Linked DNA regions of Mus musculus: region 2 is linked to region 1. The links are chromatin contacts, called in public promoter capture Hi-C maps. All regions are on one chromosome and are shown on one strand. Each heading gives the region's core, a stretch centred on a gene start, on an enhancer-like site or on the middle of the called end of the contact. The rest is flanking DNA. Distances are from core to core; before and after follow the strand shown. Region 1 holds the start of Muc15 (mucin 15). Region 2 holds the start of Ano3 (anoctamin 3).

Region 1 (4,464 bases), core at 823-3,322:
TTATTAAGTGTTTACAGAGTAGTAGCCCACAGTCATTTTCTAATTTTTGCTTTAAAAAATGAGGGGAGATAAATAGACACAGTTGGCAACTTGTGTCCAGCCTTATACCAGACATACAAATGCACAGTGAGCTGATTTTTTATATCTGAGCACCTAGAAACGTTCTTGGGTATCATTTTTCATAGTAATCCTTTATGCCTTGTATCCATTGAAGAATATATATTTCATAAGCACTTATTTTCTGATGCAAGTTTAATACTTTTCTTTAAATCTATTTCCATTTTATTCTTCCTATAGAACATTAATATGTACTTACTTTGAAAACATTATTAATTATTTTGTCCTATTTTTTAAAGCAACAATAAATTGCAACCCTATAGGAAGAACAACAATATCAACCAGCCAGACACTCCAGAGATCTAAACTACCAACCAGAGTACACTCGGAATGACCCATGCCTCCAGCCGCTTATGTAGCAGAGGATGGCCTTGTCAGGCATCATCTATCTAAACTATTCACACAGCTCTGTGTGAATCAAAGTTTCTGGTCACAACCAAATAAACTGAACAAGGGAGTCACTCAGTTGATGTGTACTTTCCACATTTGGTTTATTTCTATGTGTGTTTATGATGGGTCTTTAAATAGGGCTTGTCCTTAGCATTCATTCTTATAAGTTGGTTATGGTTGTAGGAATGCAATGATGATAAACAGTCTGAGCTCTCAGCTAATATCTTTAGGAAGGTGTCAGGATAGCTTCGACAGCACAATGAAAGGAGAGAGATGGAGAGCAAGATCAGCTATAATTACTACTGTGAAGTCAGCAAAAGGTAATGGTATTTCTACATATGTCTAGGAGACTGTCTAGGGGTAGTGTGCATATACCCAGGGCTGTTAATTTATACTCTGTCCCTGAGTTCAGACAGAGAATATTCCCATCCTCAGTAAAGTCTTCTTCTAGTAACTTGAGAACTTGGAGATAACCAATTGAACTCTATTTAGCCATCTTTCAGCAACCAGTATTTGAGTGAGTTTACCATGTTTTTCTTAATTCCAATGCAGACACAGCTCAAATATCCTTTGAGTTAATGCATTTTAGGAGTATAATTTCTAATCAAACTCTGGGCCAACATTTTAACTTCTGAAAATTTAAAATGATAGCATTACCTCATTTTTTTTTCTTGAAACCAATTAAGTGCATAGATTCTGTACAATCAAATAGCTCAATGCCTTTTAGGTGAAGTTTCATTTACCACTTTAGCCATTGGAAATCTCACTCTTTGTACAGCAGGAAACAAGTGTAAACCTTGCGTATATTAATCAGGAGAGATTGATACCAGTGCCCAAATATTGAAGGAAACACTGCTCCTTTTGATAAGACATGGAAGGAGGTGAACAGAAGCATGACAATTTGTTACTAACTCAGGTATTTAACTATGAACCAGGCCCTCCAGAAATCTACTCTAATTTGAGCCACAAAGCAAACAGAACACAGAATGGAAGCTGCTTGATCAAGAGCGCTCCTGGGTCATTCTCAGGTAAGCCCCAGTGATTCCCTAAAGGTTGGACAATCACTAACAACCTCAATTTAGTACTGGACATTATTTCTATAGTAACCCCCTCTACAGAGCTCTTGAATTGACTGTGTAAAGATGACTTTCTACAACATCAGTTTTAGTACACTTCAGGTTAGTCCCTGACTACTGACCCCTCCGGAGTTGTCACATTTAGGTTTAAGGTCACAAAGGGTCACTGCAGAGAAGCGAAGAATTTGTTTATGGGTTGTAATAACTTTGGGCTAGCATAGAGAAGAAGTAGGTGTGGCACATGACTCACTGGGGCTTCCTTGCCTGCAAACAGGTACCCAGCAAGTTAAGAGTTCTTAATACTCCAGAGGATGCTATCACCCCTCCCCCTCAAGAAATAAACAATTCCCTTTTTGCTACTGCTGCAAAGAACCAGACTATCTTAAAATCAGTCAAAGTAACCTATGAAAACTAGAGGGTTGGACTTTCTTCAGACCTGAGTGAGGTGATATCCTATTGCTTACAGCTGAGAGGCAGGTCAGTCAGGTTCTTGGCTGCTCTATTACACAAGCAAGATACTGCCAGCCAGCCAGCAGGCCGGCCAGCCCCACCCAATTTTGTTTCTCTAGCATCTGCCTGTGTCCTGCTCAATGCCACACTGTCAGACTTAAGCCACCTGCTTTTCCGTGTGCTGAGGTCTTACTGTAGCCAGGTCAACAGCGCTATTTTCTTCACCATCTGTAAATACCTGTTAGTTCTGAAGGTAAGTGTGTGTTCCTTTGGATCCTCTCTCTCTCTCTCTCTCTCTCTCTCTCTCTCTCTCTCTCTCTCTCTCTCTCCCTCTCTCCTTTATCAAAGAGAATCACAGTGGCTTCAACTTTTGACAGAACAGTCAGGCAAGTAGCTACAGAGACTCTAGTATAAACAGGCCATTGTTTCCTTAGTTAATTACCTTCTATATTTGCATTGCTAAATGAATAAACTTTAAGAAGCACTGCCAAAGTTGCTAACTGAATAAAGAGGCAGAAAAGTCATTTTAAGTGTTTACAGTGTCCTCAGTCAAGTCTTAATAAAGCCATTAAAGCGTTAATTGGAACTGGTGACAGGAACATAAGCCAAATAGCTCTAAATTATGCATTTCGGCTTAAAGTTTCTTTTTAAGTATAATATCATTTTGAGGGGAAGTTATATTTATATGCAATGAATTACAAGCTTTTATACATCTTTTTCAATGGTGTTCTTAACCAAAAAGTTAAAAACTGTACATTTTCATTATTTTATCTAGCATGCTTAGTACAAATGACTGGAATTCCCAGAAATTTCAGAAGGCTAAGTCCCTCACAGAAGGCCTCCTGTGGAATGAGGATTTAAATAGGGTTTGCAGAAGCCATTTTCAGCTTGCTTCCCTGACCTACTTTCTTTTAGATTCATAGAGGCTGTTTCTAAAGACAGTGAAATGTGATAGACATCTAAACCTCATGCCTGGGCATTTGGATTCAGAACATATCTTTTGAACACACATTCTTTCTAAGCTTTGTAGTCATCCACCTACTTTTTCTCAGTTGTGAAATTCATGACTCGAGTCCCAAAATAGCAAGCAGGATGTCATTCTCTCTCTCTCTCTCTCTCTCTCTCTCTCTCTCTCTCTCTTTCTCTCTCTTTTCTAATGTTTATCTGAATCTCTTAATAGAATGATAGAAAAACCTTAGGAAATTTCTTACAAGGAAAAATATCATTCTACCTTTCTTTACCAAATATATATATATATATATATATATATATATATATATATATGTGTGTGTGTGTGTGTGTTTAGTACAAATAGAATTTCTGACTTCTCATGATTCTAAACCTTTGTATAATGAGAGAGTTCTAGACATAATTTTCTTAAGTTCCCATTAATGTTGCTCCAGAGATGATACTCAATGCTGACCAAAATTGCCAAGGCTACTCAGAATAACACTCAAGTACTCAAGGTCTGCCTGAAATATTAGCCACATGGATGACTGTGGTTTTAACGACAAAAGTAAACAAATAAATAAACCCATCTACGTTGGTAAGGTAAGGTCTGTGACAAGAAACAATCAAAAGCACTTGGGTGAAGTGGGTCTATACCTCTTAGGGATGCGTCACAAGAACATTATATGATATCTTCCATATACCTAAGCTGATGCTGTTACTTTAAACTCTGTTTTGGACTGAGTTAAGAATTAATATTATACTTTTTCCTGCATGAGTTTACAGCCAGATATAGTCAGCATGCCTCCTTATTCTTAAAGCTTGGATAAGCAGAATAACTCAACCACAAAGGGAGGTTCAGCAGAGTGATGACATTGTACAATGAAGAATAATCAAAATGAAGCACAGGCAGCAGGTTTGCCTCCACGGACATACATGTGTCTCCTCTCCCAGGGTTTCCAAGCTTTCTGTGGAGATCTATCCTTCAAAGTTAAGAGTAAAGAAAAGGTGAAGGCACTATTCATCTTCCCTATGGAAAAATTATTCAAAAACTGAAATATACTCTTTGAAATTATATTTTAATTGTTGTTAAATTAAGAAAAAAACCCTGTAAAATAGCATCAATTTCTAGATGTTTAGAATATGCACTTAACTGGACAGTGGTGGCACATGCCTTTAATCCCAGCATTTAGGAGGCAGAGGCAGGTGGATTTCTGAGTTCGAGGCCAGCCTGGTCTACAGAGTGAGTTCCAGGACAGCCAGAGCTATGCAGAGAAACACTGTCTCAAAAAACCAAACCAAAACCAAACCAAAACACACACACACACACACACACACACACACACACACACACACACACACACACACAAAGGAAGGAAGGAAGGAAGAAAGAAAGAAAAGTTAGAATATGCACTTAAGGTATCACAGCTTCCCTCAGAATTTTGTCTTTCTGTTCCACATCTCATCATCTGAACCTTAGTTT
Region 2 (4,536 bases), core at 1,530-4,029, 230 kb after region 1:
TCAGTGCAGATGTTTCCCAAACAGAATTTCCAATCCATATGATCTTGACAAACCATTTTACCTAAAAGGATGAAAGTCAGTTTAATGAAGTATGCATACTCACTAAACCTGGCATTATTTACAATAACCAAGCCATGGGATCAGTCTATGTCCCCACCTATAGATGGATAAGATTATAAAATTATGTTGTTTGCCAGAAGTGAGGTTTAATAAAATAGTCTCAGAAAACCAAATGTTGTATTTTTCTCTCATATGTGGAAGCTGAGGGCGGGGTGGTATAATATGACACTAAAGTGTAAGTACAGCACATCGGAAAGAGGAAGGGCAAGGAAAGAGGGATGAAGTATATAAAGACGATTACATGATCAAAATACATTGCATGTGTGAAAATATGGCATAAAGTCCCTCAATTATTATATTTAATATAGGCTAATTAAGAGGGAGAATAACAGGTCAGAAATCAAGAGTCTTCATATTATTCATAAATTAACATAAAAGGTAGATAAAACACTTTTCTAAAGGTATTTATCTAGTGACAAAGGCAAACCTAAAATCCAAGACACCAAACTTTCAGGACAGAATTTCCATCAGTTTAATATACACTGTTCTCAGGAAAACACTCCCAGGTCAGCGTGTCTTCCTCCTATTTGCAAAATTAAAATAGCTGATCCTTATTGTGAATTATCTTTGCTTAGCAGGTCCCATCCTAGAGAAAGAACTAGAACAACAAATGACTGTTGAGCAGAGACTTAGCCTCTCCCAGGGATGAACCCCTTCGTGGTTATTCAAATCAGAGTGGTCAGCCTTGGTAGCATATACATGCAAACAACACAGCCAGACTCAAAAGGTTGTATCTATCTATATATCCACGCATAAGCACTCAATATGTGTCTGTATGTAGCAATAATAATCAGAGAAAAACAGGGTGTCAACTTGAGTGTAGGAAGGGACATGGGAGGGATGAATGGCCAGGAACCTGGAAGGACTGGAGGGAGAAAAGCAGAGGAAAGACATATTTTAGGAGACAACATAAACTAAAACCATTTAGATAAAAATTAATCTTGCTCCTTTGTTTGTCCTTCCTTTTCCTCATGTTTACCTTTTCACTAATGATAATTTTTTTTGTGTGCCAAAAAGTGAAATTAAAAAAAAAAAAAAATGGCTCATGATGCACCATAAAGGAACACTACGAAATGCCATGATATGTACAGTTTATCACTCTTTTGAACAATGACAAACAGTCTCAAAGTTGAGAGGCTTTTGCTCTTTAACATACAACATAAATATTCTCACATAGTAAGATATTTTGGGGGGACATTTCAAGTTTCAGGGTCCCCCGAAGCATTAAAAAGTAACAGTATGAGACAGTTTCAAGTTTTCCATATCTTTCTTTTTCCCCCATAATGTTTATACATGTTTAATGAGGCAAGGAAATAAAACTTCTTGAAGTATTTTATTTTTCCTTAGAACACTTTGAGCTTAAATAGAACTTCACAGGAGCCCAAATTCACCTACTCCCACCGTCTCTCACTTTGTACCTAATTCCAACATACATTCAAAAGAGGATTCATGCAGATTACAGTTCCTGATGGGAAGTTCTTTCAGCACAATATGCTGCCTGAAGAATAAATCCCGACTAGGTTATTCTGGGGATATCCAAAGTTTTTGTTTGTTTGTTTGTTTGTTTGTTTAGAAACAAAGCCAAAGAGATACCATAAAGCAGTCATTTGGAGAAAGAATTTTAGAAGTAAGATTTCAATAAATTTTTATTTCAGTGAAAATGGAATGAATACTTGAAAATTACATATTTTAATGATTATATTAACAAATGCATCATAATTACCATTATTCATTCAGTAAATGGCATTAATGTTGAATAACTGCATAAGAGAATACCATTTCCAGAATCTATGTTAAAGAAATATGTGCTTTATGAGAAGCCATTTAAATAACAAAGCAGAACAAAGAGTGATTAAAAAAAAACATTCTTGATCTGACCATGCCCACGCAACTAGTGAAAATTTTGTGAAAGCTAAACGGTGGTCTGGGAAGTTCCAGGAAGACCCAAATACACATAAAAGTCGGAAACCCGTAATAAAAGTGGGGTCAGAAGAGAAAGTTTTCCAAGGAAATTATATCTGGGACCAGTCAACCGCTGGGATTTTTCCACGAATGCATTTATTATACAATTTTTCAAGCTCAGCACAAGTAATAAATTCTGCTCTTGTGAATCTTACAGGGTACTAGAAGCGCATACTGAGGCAAATATAACCCAAAATTTCACTCTTCAAACCCAGGGGTACTGCAGGAACCTTATCTGTTTAAACAGTTCACTGCAATGCACTGAAGGAGACTTAAGCGATATGAACAAACAAGTCCTGACATGACAGATTCTGTTCCCTCCCGGGCGCTGTGCGGCTCCGGATATCAGACTTATCTCCGTTGCAGGATAAAACATTAATAAAATGGGGTCCTAACTTTACAGAGTTCCACAGCTCTTCAACACAATACACGAGTGAAAAGGATGCTTTTGCAAGGAGATGCAGAGCGGGATGTGGTGCCCCCAGGGAAGAGAGAGAGAATTCTCACTGACCTTTTTGCTGTTTAAAGGACTGAATGGAGCCTGAGTGGTGGACCATTTTCACTCTGCGCGATCCAAAGGAGTTGAGGAGCTGTCGGAGAGGGATGCAGAGGAATTGCAGCCAGACTTTCCAGAGACACTCCTGGGGCTCTGAGTAATCCCAGAGCCACCAAGCTCATCGCAATCTGACACCTGCTTTAGCCAGCACTTAGCTCTGAAGGCTGTGTGCCCGCCAGTCTCATCGTCATAGCAACGTGGGAGGGCAGTCCGTGGCCGGCTCCCCTCAGTGGCTACTTCTGAAATAACCCCACATCCCGGCTGTTTCTCAGTGCTGCAGTGAGGGTGGGTGTTGTAAGGGGTTTGGTGCACGTGGGAGAGGAAGAAATTTCTTAAGGACAAGGCATAAATCCAAGCATTCCTTTAGAGCTATCACTAATGCACTCATTTTCAAGCTCTAAACCTCCTTATCAAACCCAGGCACCAGTATTAATTTCCTCGAAGTTGGTCTGTAAATAAAGAAGGGTGAAGCTGGCATCTGTCCTGACAAGAGGATACTAACAGATGTAGTTCTGTTTCCATCCTTCCTTCTTAAATATTCATGTGGGAGAGACCACAACATCCATGATCTGCCTTAGATAAGCACTAAGTTCTAGCATGCAACATTTAAGTTTTTTTTCTGCTTCAGCTACTTCGATTTTAATTTTTTGTGCGATACTGAAAGGTTTAATTCTTTCTAACAGATGCTGAAGAAATATCAACAATGGTACTCAATATAATCATAATTAAAAAGCCATAAAAATAATCTTATATTATAAAAAGAACCTGAAGCTCACAGCAACACACAAGTTCCATTATCACACAAATGGAAACAGTGTTTGGGAACACAAATTGGGAAATGAAGATACCTAACAGTCAAAGAGAGGAAGCAATCATGGCAGAAACACATGCAGTGGTTAAATGAGGGTAAGAACCAGCTCAAAATGGTTTCCAGTGTTCTCTCTCTCTCTCTCTCTCTCTCTCTCTCTCTCTCTCTCTCTCTCTCTCTCTCCCTCCCTCCCTCCCTCCCTCCCTCCCTCCCTCCCTCCCTCTCTCTCTCTCTCTCTCTCTCTCTCTCTCTCTCTCTCTCTCTCTCTCTCTCTCTTTTCATATAATCATGATTTCCTGATCCCAAATTCCTCCCAGAACAAGTTACATAAGGTATTATTGAACAGACATGCAACAATAGGGTCTGTTGGTTCCTAAGTTTGAAATTGTGTGAGACCAATTAATTTAGAATAAACTGAAGGTCCAAATAAAAGTAGATTTTAAAATGATAATGAAATTTCACAATTTTTAAAATCTCAAATAATTTGAATTATTGTTAATTTTTCTCTGTCTTCATACTTGTTGAATGATTCAAAGATGATAAATGTAGTAATATCAGCTTCAAGGAAAAAGGCATTCCCGTTATTCAGAGACATATAGACCCCAGAAACTTTAAATTGTGATTAATTATTATTTGTTATGGTTACTTATAAAGTAGATAGATTCAATAAGGCAGTTCTCTGGGTACTTTTTATTTCATTAGTAACAGGTTGTGAGATCATCTGAAACAAGAAATGGAACAGGAAGGAGGAAGTCAGAGACACCAGAGGGTCTACTGCAATGTACCCTGAGTAGAAAGAATATCAAGGACTATGCCATGATATTGAGCAGTGAATAATAGACACACACACACACACACACACACACACACACACACACACGACTTAGTGTGCCTACTGTGAAATGAGGATCTAGCAAAGACCTTGTCTATTGTCTCCAAAAAGACATGGTAGGTGGCTGAACAGATGTCAAGAAGGGTAAAGGGCACTAACTGCTCTTTCAGATAGATTAGTTATGACCTCAGCATCCTGTTGTAAGGTCAGAATTTTTCTTTAACTCTAGTCCCTGGAGATTATTCTAGTCTCTGAGGC

What was found. Promoter capture Hi-C pulls out the DNA fragments that hold promoters and counts their contacts.
Region 2: a promoter capture Hi-C map of hippocampal neurons shows a contact between it and region 1, with 6 times the contacts expected there. The contact joins the promoter of Ano3 here to the promoter of Muc15 in region 1. A contact is called at or near these places in 12 of 39 promoter capture datasets (the 3T3-L1 cell line, 3T3-L1-derived adipocytes, the HPC-7 cell line and 8 more), 3 of 484 Hi-C or Micro-C datasets (cerebral cortex, cortical neurons and frontal cortex) and 1 of 9 other capture datasets (adipose tissue).

What each region holds. Positions count from the first base shown.
Region 1 is chr2:110,719,422-110,723,885 of GRCm38.p6, forward strand. Muc15 (mucin 15) reads left to right here and starts at 2,073. Exons shown (of 4, transcript NM_172979.3): 1 at 2,073-2,286. The region is part of intron 14 of Ano3 (anoctamin 3); the gene reads right to left.
Region 2 is chr2:110,947,465-110,952,000 of GRCm38.p6, forward strand. It overlaps Ano3 (anoctamin 3), which reads right to left and starts at 2,780. Exons shown (of 27, transcript NM_001128103.2): 1 at 2,594-2,780. The coding sequence starts at 2,639.